Linked DNA regions of Macaca mulatta: region 2 is linked to region 1. The links are chromatin contacts, called in public Hi-C maps. All regions are on one chromosome and are shown on one strand. Each heading gives the region's core, a stretch centred on a gene start, on an enhancer-like site or on the middle of the called end of the contact. The rest is flanking DNA. Distances are from core to core; before and after follow the strand shown.

What was found. Hi-C and Micro-C count contacts between places; a contact is called where the count stands out from the background.
Region 2: a contact with region 1 is called in a Hi-C map of liver, with 3 times the contacts expected there. The contact joins the promoter of ZEB1 here to the promoter of ZNF438 in region 1. A contact is called at or near these places in 6 of 14 Hi-C or Micro-C datasets (CD4 T cells, blood, fetal cortex germinal zone and 3 more).

Annotation. Positions count from the first base shown.
Region 1 is chr9:32,424,207-32,429,037 of T2T-MMU8v2.0, reverse strand. ZNF438 (zinc finger protein 438) reads left to right here and starts at 2,883. Exons shown (of 6, transcript XM_077946170.1): 1 at 2,883-2,915. It also overlaps the pseudogene LOC144331422.
Region 2 is chr9:32,701,952-32,706,782 of T2T-MMU8v2.0, reverse strand. ZEB1 (zinc finger E-box binding homeobox 1) reads right to left here and starts at 2,199. Exons shown (of 12, transcript XM_077946171.1): 1 at 2,123-2,199.

The sequences.
Region 1 (4,831 bases), core at 1,634-4,133:
TTATTTTCCCCAAATATTAAGTACTCTGTTTTGTCTTAATTCAGCTTTTCCTAGCTTGCTAAGTAGGACCAAGGGAAGAGATGTGTGTATTGACATAGAGGGCTCTGGAAGCCAGATTGCTACAGGCAGCAGATATCAAAGAGAAAGAATCACAAGGGGAAACTGAAAGCCCAAGGGTCATAGCGGAGGGCCTCAGTCCTTCCAGTGCTAAACCTCCAAGGTCCGAGGTTTTATTTTCTTAAAGAAAGCAGTTCCTCTCTTTAATAACGATACTTTTGGCCCTAGCTTCTCGCTTCCTGTCTAGGTCAAATTCCAGTTTGTTATAGAAACTTGACTGAACGTGAGTGTGTATTTTCCCACAAATTTCTACTTGACATTCCTTGAGGTTGTGATCCTTGCTTGGGTACCTTTAATGTTGGCTATCTTCTGTTCACTGCGTTTACTTTTTTCCTGCATCTGGCAAAACAACATTTTTTGTTTTTTTTTTTTTTAATACCTGGGATTTCAAGAGAAAGTATATTGAACAATACGATGAGAAGACTATATTCTACAATGCCATCTTTCAGAGGGAAAAGTATTCTATAGGAAAAACATTTAATACATTTGGTGTATGCTTCTTACCTATTTCCACTCCAAAAAATAACAGATGACATGTACCTGTGAAATACTCCCATAAGGTATACCTAGCAACTCAAAAAAATTACGATTTTTAGAAATGATATATATAAAACATTTTGTAAGCATGTAAACTATGAAATTAACAATTTAAAGGTTTCTCAAAATTGTTTTGCAAGGAAAAACATAAATATCACTGTTTTAAAAATATGCAGAACTTTAAAAAACGTTAATTTTTCTATACCTCTGCTCTACAGAAAAACATTGTTACAATTATGTACAGCCTTTACAAATTCCTCTTACATCATTTGATAATGATTAAAACTATTTAATATTCAGATAAAATATACAAATATTTTTTCAAATCAGAACATTTAAAAACACGTAGATTTTTCTGGAACAATAAACGTTTTTATTTTTAACCAGCTCAGATCTCGAATTAAAACCCAATATTCCCGTCATCACTCTTTCCTATAAAAATACGACAGCGTTTTCAATGAGAGTGTAAACAAACCATTGTTTCAGGTTTTACTTACAACTGGAGCTGCCTTGCAAAATCCCTGCCCTGGCCATCTGCCGTGGTTCCAAATAAGTTTACAAAAGTGAATCTTGCCATTTTCAATACTTCCTCCTTTGGGTCTATTTATTCCGAAGCCTGTTTTTCTCATTTTTTTTTTTTTTTCCCCAAGACAGATTTGTGTGAGCCACTTTTTTACCATAGCATTTGTTTTTTCTGCTTATGAGAGTGTAAGAATTTCAGAAGCCAAATGTTAATATTTTGTTGTCAGTTCTTTGAGCCTTCATTTTTTCCGTCTATTGAGCCCCCTTTTTTAACCAGAACTCTGTTTCTGAGGGCATAAAAGAGCAAAGAGGCCGGGCGCGGTGGCTCACACCTGTAATCCCAGCACTTCGGGAGGCCGAGGCGGGCGGATCACGAGGTCAAGAAATGGAGACCATCCTGGCTAACACGGTGAAACCCTGTCTTTACTAAAAAAACAAAAAATGAGCCGGGTGTGGTGGCGGGCGCCTGTAGTCTCAGCTACTCAGGAGGCTGGGGCAGGTGAATGGAGTGAACCCGGGAGACGGAGCTGGCACTGAGCCAAGATCGCGCCACTGCGCTCCAGCCTGGGCAACAAAGCGAGACCCCGTCTCAAAAAAAAAAAAAAAAAAAAAAATTAGCCGGCTGCGGTGGCGCGCGCCTGTAATCCCAGCTACCCAGGAGGCTGAGGCAGGAGAATCGCTTGAACCCGGGAGGCGGAGGGTGCAATGAGTCGAGATCGCGCCACTGCACTCCAGCCTGGGAGACAGAAACACTCGTCTCAAACAAACAAAAAAGTGGGGAGCAGAGAGTGGGGCGTGGACACGGGAAGGTATCGTGAGATGACTGGATGGGGGGGCTGGAAAGTTTGTCCTGGCGAAGAAGTGAACATGTTTATCCGGATCACCGTTTGTTAAACTTAATGGAGGTGAACAGCAACCCGTGAGTAGCTTCACCCAGCCGAAACGGGAAATCCGGCAGGCCAGGCAGAAGCTGAAATCTGCAAGGAACGGGCTGGGCTGGAGGCGGCACCAGGGCAGGAGGGGTAGGTGGGGGCCCGCGGGAGCCACGAGCCGGAGCCGGAAGGGCGGGACCCAGGGGGCAGGGCCTAACCAGGCGTGGGCGGGGCCGAGTCAAGAGATGGGCGGGGTCTGGGCGGAGTCTACCGGGAGCCGCGTCGAGCCGGGGCGGAGCGAAGACCCCTGGGAGAGCTGTCTTCTCAGGGCTGAGGAACGGCCTGCACCTGATGGAGAGCAAATGGCTGTTTCCACACGTGGAGAACTTTTAACGAACACGTGAGGAAGGCGGGCAATGTCTGTGGAAAAACTACCTCACAACCCAGGCGTCCTACTCCAGCCCCCAGGGCGACAGCTTGTTTACAGTATTTCTGAAGGTCTCCGTCCCCTTTTTTCGGCCCCTCCTCCTACGCTAACCCCGGCTTCGGGCTTTGAGTGAGGCTTTGGTAGAGGAGAGGCCGCCGCAGGCGCCCCGGCCGAAGAAGCCCACTGGCATGCGGGTTCTGAGGCCTTCTGCGCCCGCGCGCGGTGTCCGCGACGGGGCGGTGCGTGGAGGTCGGGGGCGTGGAGCTCGGGGGCGTGGAGCTCGGGGGCGTGGAGCTCGGGGGCGTGTCTCCTGCCGCAGCGCCGTGGGCGGGGCGAGGGCGGAGCCTGGGGGCCCAGTGGCCCGCGCCGGCTGGCCTGACCTCCCGGAACGCTGGGCCCGTGACGTCACCCCGCCGTGACGCGCACGCTGTAGGAAAACTGTAAGTTTACGAGGATTCCTGCAGCTCCTTGGGCTTGTGGGGCCCGCTGGCAGCTGGCAGCCCCGGCGGTGGTGGTGGCTGTAGGGGCGTCAGTTCCTTGGGTAGCCGCCGATTGTGACGAAGGGACAGGTGCCTGCTCAGAGTGGCAGCGCGCCCTGCTGGGCGGGAGGGATCTGGGGTGCGGGAGGCGAGGCCGCGCCCCGTGGGGCAGGGCTAGCACCTTTTCCCCTGGGGCGGGGAGCGTCCCCGAGCCTGGGAGCGAGGCCTTAGAAGGGGCGGAAAGTCCAAATGGAGAGTACCTTTTTTTCTTCTGTGATAAAGGGACTTAGATTCCTCTTCTCCCTCTCAGCCCTGGAGTTTGACACGTGAAGTCGGGGATGGAGGATTCCTCTCAGAGACTAGGAATCCTATGTCCTGGCCGTTGGGATCTCGCAAGTGACCAAGTCGTCGTGGACACATTTATAAGATAACCACTTGCTGCCTTAGTTTTCTTTTTGTGTAAAATGGAGGTACAGCAGCCTCTGGCCTCCCTAATGGTCGTTCCCACAGCACTAGGAACACGTGAGATAACACAAGTGTGTAAATTTGCTAGGAGAAAGCGTATACACAGACACTTGGTTATTCTGAGGAATGTGGTAGCCGCTGGCCATTTGACCAGGAATCTTGTAGACGGGGAAGTTTTTCACTATTTTGCCTACCCCCGACAACCTTCCATCCATCTGATCCTATACCACACTGCAGCCTGTTGGGTGATATGAACTGTTGTCACTAAACTTGATAGAATGAGGATCCCAAGAAATAACAGGTATCGTTAGCATGGTACTCTTGACAATTACAATGCCCCCGTTGTCTGGGTTTTGCAGAGGAAGCTTTCAGTATGCTGGAACTAGCACATTATACACAACATAGACTCACTGAGTTTTAAGGATTGCTGTAAAAAATTAAAAGAATGAGAATATCCAATCATCATATCCGACTGCTTGAATATTTTGGTCAAGGGGTAGTACATTATCGATTAGTTGTTTCTAGACTATAATGCCTCTCAAACTCCGGGACTAGTATTTGTCAGGAACTTTGAAGGGAAGAATACTGTGCACACTTCAGGGTGTATTTATACAGGAGCTCGAGAGTTCACATTTCTGTAAATTCGTTTCAGGAGTGTGATATCCTTTCATCCGGGTGGGAGGAGCCTTTGAATCAGAAAGCAGGGCTTCTAATTTTTGTTCTATTCGTTAACTAGCTTCGCATCCAAGGACAAGTCACCCAAACTTGGAACTGTGTTTTTCTTATCTAAAATGAGAGCTGATGGTATATCTGCTGCTGGTTTTTCCAGGATCGAATGAGATCACGAGTGTGTAAATGAAAGGCTTTCTAAGTGTGCTATTGTTATTAGGAGATTTGCATTGGTCGCCTAGCCTGGATGAGATGTGAGTCAGAAATCTCTAGAAATAGAGCAGTAAAGAAGACAGCCTCCAGCCTAGCAGGGCTCATGTTGCAGTGGGAAATAAACGAACAATACGTGCATAATGTAATTTCACATAGTCCTAAGTGCAGTGAAGGGGAGGAAGAAGAGAGGAGGACAGTGGGGGAACAGGGAAAGTTGTTTTTGGTAGGATCTGTCAGGAAGAGCCATTCAAATGCGGGGACAGTTGAATCAATTGAAGTGTGAGGGAAAAAGCCTGAGGTTAGAAGGTTTCAGAGAGGAATAATAATAGCAATGAACACTTAAAAAAAGTAGAGCTTACCATATGTAAGGCACTATTGTGAACACTAAATTAGAGTTTTACAAGTCTCATGGTATAATCTAATATCTCCATTTCATAGATGAGGCAACTGACACACAGAAAGGTTAAGAATTTGCCAAAGGTTGCACAGCTAAAACGCTGTAGAGACTATTTGAACGTGGGTGGTCTGAC
Region 2 (4,831 bases), core at 950-3,449, 280 kb before region 1:
AGTCATCTCTCCACAATGAGGATACCAAAATACCTTTCGATTATAATCAATATACGTCTTTAAAATGCAAGTGTTTATTTGAATAATTAAAATCACTCATGAAAGCAGTGATTTTAATGTCGACTCGAATATATTAAAAACATATTTATGGATTGAAAGGAAACATCTTGAAACAGCTTAAAAATCTTCGTATCTGCTTCTAGACAGGAAATCCCACACAAAATCTAAAATTGCCAGGAAAGGTTACAAAACCTCGCGTTTCGCATCCCAGAGGGGAGGGAGAAAGGGAGCCCAGGCGCGGGGGGTGGGGCGGGGGAGCAAGAGAGAGTTTTCTCCTAAATACGTATTTCCTCGTTTTCTCGACGCTGCAGCGGTCCCCTTATAGACGCATTTATTGCCCCTCTCTTAAAAGTCGTTTTAAAAATAACGCAGGAACCAAAGCGAGCCCCTCGGTCCGAAATGTACGTGTAATTCCTTATATAGCCTGGGCTGCGGCCGGCGGCAGGGCCGTTGCCGCCCATTATTATACAAACAGGTACCCGGGCGGCGCTGGCGGGGGCTGCTCTCCCCGCGCTCCCGCCGCCCCCGGGCGGACAAGTCTCGCCCCTCTCGCCACAGGAACTGTCCAGACAATAACAATCAGCAGACATTTCCCTGCTGCACGAGAGGGAGAGAAAGCACAGCATCGCCCCGAGATAACCAGAAATACAATCAACTTACAACTCTCCAAACTGGAAAAGGCGACTGTGCAACCACCACCACATGTTCAGGTCTCGATCCCTCGGGCTGTGTGTCTCTCTCTCTCTCTCTTTTTTTTAACTCTCACGCCAGGCAGAGGGGTGTGTGTTTCCCCTGGCACAGCAGCACAAATCAATAAACACTGCAGCTGCGGCGCGAGTAGCAGCCCCGCGCGTCCGTCGGTCCGTCCGCCCCCTCCCCCCACCCTCCTTCCACCCGAGACCCAGAGCGCCATCCAAGCCCCATTATCCGGCTTCAGCGCTCCGTGCGTCCGGCCCAGGTAACAACTTCCCCAAAAAGCGAAAGAGAAAAGCGAGAGGCGCACGCACACCGGCCCATCCCGGCGCAGAGACCGCGTCTGCCCCGGGAGGGGGATCTGTCTGTGGTGCTTCCCGGTCTCTAAGCCCAGGTAACAACTCCGCAAACACACCCGCCGCCCAGCTCGCCTCCATCCGCGCGGCTCCCGGTGGCGTTAAGTAGGTGCCTTTCCTGCCCTGTCCCCGCGCCTCCCCGCCGCGCCCCGCCAAACGTGGACCCCAATCGCGGGGCTCGTAGCGGAGTCCCCAGGCCGGGGCTCTGGGCCCGGCGGCGGGAGGCGCCGGAAAGGAGGGGCGCTTAGGCACCCGCGCCCCCGCCTCTAATCCCCGTTCCGCGAGCGCGCCCGGCCCGCGGGTCCCAACTTTACCGCCGCCGGCCAAGCCCTGTCCGCCCGCGGCGCGCACCGCCGGCGCCCGCGCACACGCGCGCACGGACCCCACGCAACCCGCGGTCGTCCCGTCCCGCCGCCGCCCGCCCGCCGCGCGCCCACAGCCCGGCCCGAGTCGCGGGGCCCGAACGACGGCGCCAGCCGGGGCCGCGGCGCGCGGAAGCCACTTTGCACGGTCAGCGCCGGGCACAAGTTTGTTCTGCGGCTCCCGGGTGCTTGGGCGCTGAGGGAGAATCCCGCCGAGGGGGCCGGGAGGAAGTGCAGAGGGAGGCGCCGAAGGGTACAAGAGTGGGGAAAAGTGCCGAAAGAAGCAACAGCCGCTCCACCCGGGACCAGAAAAGTGGCCAGCGCGTCCCGGCCGCCCGCCCTGCGCCGGGGATGCGGCGGCGCCGGCGGCGGCTAACGGTCCAGGGAGGCGGCAGGGGCGGCTGGAGCCGCTAGGCGGAGAGAGACCAGGTAAGAGACATAACGGTTCAGGGAGAGCGAGCGGCCGCGGCGCGGCTCCGGCAGCGACGGCAGCGGAGGGGGGCAGAGAGCACTACTTTCTACTTTCCCACTCCACTTTGCCGTCCCTGCCCCGGCCGCCCCCAGCCCGGCTCGCCCCTCTCACCCCCGGGGGCGCCCCGGCTGCCCGGCTCCCCCTGACTCCGCTGCTCCCCGGTCCCCTCCGCCACTCACCGTTATTGCGCCGCGGGTTCGCCTGCTTTCTGCGCTTACACCTGGGGCCATCCGCCATGATCCTCTCGCTTGTGTCTAAATGCTCGAGTCACCTCCTCCCCCTCCCTCCCCCTTCCCCCCCACCCCTCCGCCTCCACCCCTCCCCCCTCCCCACCGCACCTGGTTTACGACACTCCCGGCTTTACGACATCACCTTCCTTACACCTAGAGGCGCTCGCTCTACGGCCGGAACCTTGTTGCTAGGGACTGGGCGGTTTGCGGCAACCGTGGGCACTGGTGAATTTGAATTGAGGGGCGAGGGAAAAGTTTTCCTCAGGTGTGGTGGGGTGAGGGAGGCGGGTGTTGGGAAACCGTGGGGACGTGGTCAGAAAGGCGACGGGCTGTCGGAGTTGGAAAGGTAAAGTTGGAGGCTCGGCGGCGTCCTGCCTCCGCGCTGGCCACACCCGCCGCGGCTGCCCTGGGCAGGGAGAGATCTGGCTGATTCTCTCTGGACCCTGTGCCCTCGGAGCTGCCCCTCCGAGCGCCCAGAGGTCCCCGCCTGCCTGCTTCCTGGAGGCAGGGCTACCATCAGTCCCACGCCTCGCGTGTCAGCCCCGCGCACCCCGGGGCCAAGGAAAGGGATCGCGGTCTGGACTCCCCGGGGAGTTCCCTTGAAGAGGGGAAGGGCAGTTTCGGGGACGGCGAGGACATGCGGCGCCCGGAGAGAGGCTACCTGACCCGCGCAGCCCGGACTCCCTTCCCTTCCCTTCCAGGGACGCCCGGTTTCCCCCCAAGCGAACCAGGATGGGAAGTGACTTCAATGAGATTGAACTTCAGCTGGACTGAAAGAGAGGCTAGAAGTTCCGCTTGCCAGCAGCCTCGTTAGTAGAGCGGAATGAGTAATACCCACACGGTGCTTGTCTCACTTCCCCATCGGCACCCGGCCCTCACCTGCTGTCACCTCGGCCTCCCCCACCCGGTCCGCCCTCCCCGCCCTCCTCCTCGCGTAGATCCCTGGGATCCTAGGCGGCAGGACTCAGAGCTAAGCCTGTATCCACAGGCCATGAATTCCTTCCTAAATGAGCGGTCATCGCTGTGCAGGACCTTAAGGCAAGAAGCATCGGCTGACAGATGTGATCTCTGAACCTGACAGATTGCTGATTTTATCTTATTTTATCCTTGACTTGGTACAAGTTTGGGGATTTCTGAAAAGACCACGCAGATAACCACAAATATCAAGAAAGTTGTCTTCAGTGTTCAGTAGAATTTAGATTTAGGTTTCCTTCCTGCTTCCCACCTCCTTCGAATAAGGAAACGTCTTTGGGACCAACTTTATGGAATAAATGAGCTGTATGCCAAATAATATAGTTATAAATTAACAATGTAGGGGTTATTGATAGAGAAACGGAGAAAACTGAAACATGACCAGAGTATTGGAAATAACGTAGTACATCACCTAGTACAGTGACACATAATAGGTGCTCAATAAATTTATGCTTACAATTTTTGCCACATCATGGCAGGATTTTTTTATTAGGTTAAAATTATCTTTTGAACACTTTCTGGAATTTTAGAATATTCGTTAATAATGTCTTCAAACCTTTCAACTGAAATAAATTTACAACGGAAGTCTGGTGATTTAAAGTTAGAAAGTTTAATCTTGAATGTAGATGAACATTTTCTCTCCCACATTTTCTTGGGCATTTTGAGAAGTAAATGCATTATTTATTGGTCCATGAAATGTGACTGTAAATATTCTTTGCTATACACGATGACTATATATCTGCATTCATCCTCAATGCCAAAACTAGAATCATTAGTCTTAATGATCATTTTAAGTACAGGCAGTCCTCGCTGTCCTCGATACCATGTTAACCGAAACTTGTGCATGTCAACACGGTGTCCTTTGCTTGGTTAAGTGTGAGCTCTTCCTCCCTTTTTAAGAGTTGTACAATGTTTTTCAGTCGCCTACTGAATCAGGTCATAGACTATGGAATTGCCCCCACAGTAAGGAAAAAAAAAACAAAAAACTTTCCAACTCTAGCACACATTTTATCTACTCTTAAACTTAGGAAGTATTACAAATAGCATTTTCTCATGTTCTCTGGCCTATACCTCCCCTCTCAGCTTCCTTCAGTGTTCATTCTCACCTCGTAAAGAGATGAAGTGAAGAGACAAACAGAAGTCATTTTCTTCCTTTAGTGGCTTCTGGTTTAGTTAGTTTAGGCCAGACTCTGTGGACAAGTACCTTTTCAGGCAACTTTTTTTTCTTCTTATTTCTATGTCCTCAACACCTAGTGGAGTATGTAGCCAATAGTAGGTGCTTAATAAACATTTCTTAAATTAATATTGTTGACCTTTTCTGACCCTGTTCTTGACAGTAAGATACATAATCTGCCTTCATCCCCTTAGTCCTTAGGAACAGCTAGAGTCATGGATGTGAAAGTGATTACTGTCATTAATATCCAGACTAAAATTGCTCGTGATTTTAGTTTCTCCACAATCATTTTCCCTAAACAATGAACTCTTTTCACCTTATTTTTAAAATATGCACAGTGAATATTACTGGTAGCCCAAATCTTCTAACATAAAATTTCCATTTTGTAAAAGCTTCTGATAAGTATGTAGATTATGAATTTAATGTTTGATTATTATACTGTAATGTTCTTGAAAATATTGATATCTGGACTGGAAAGAAAACAGATGAAAGTAAATCTCAGAATAAATTAC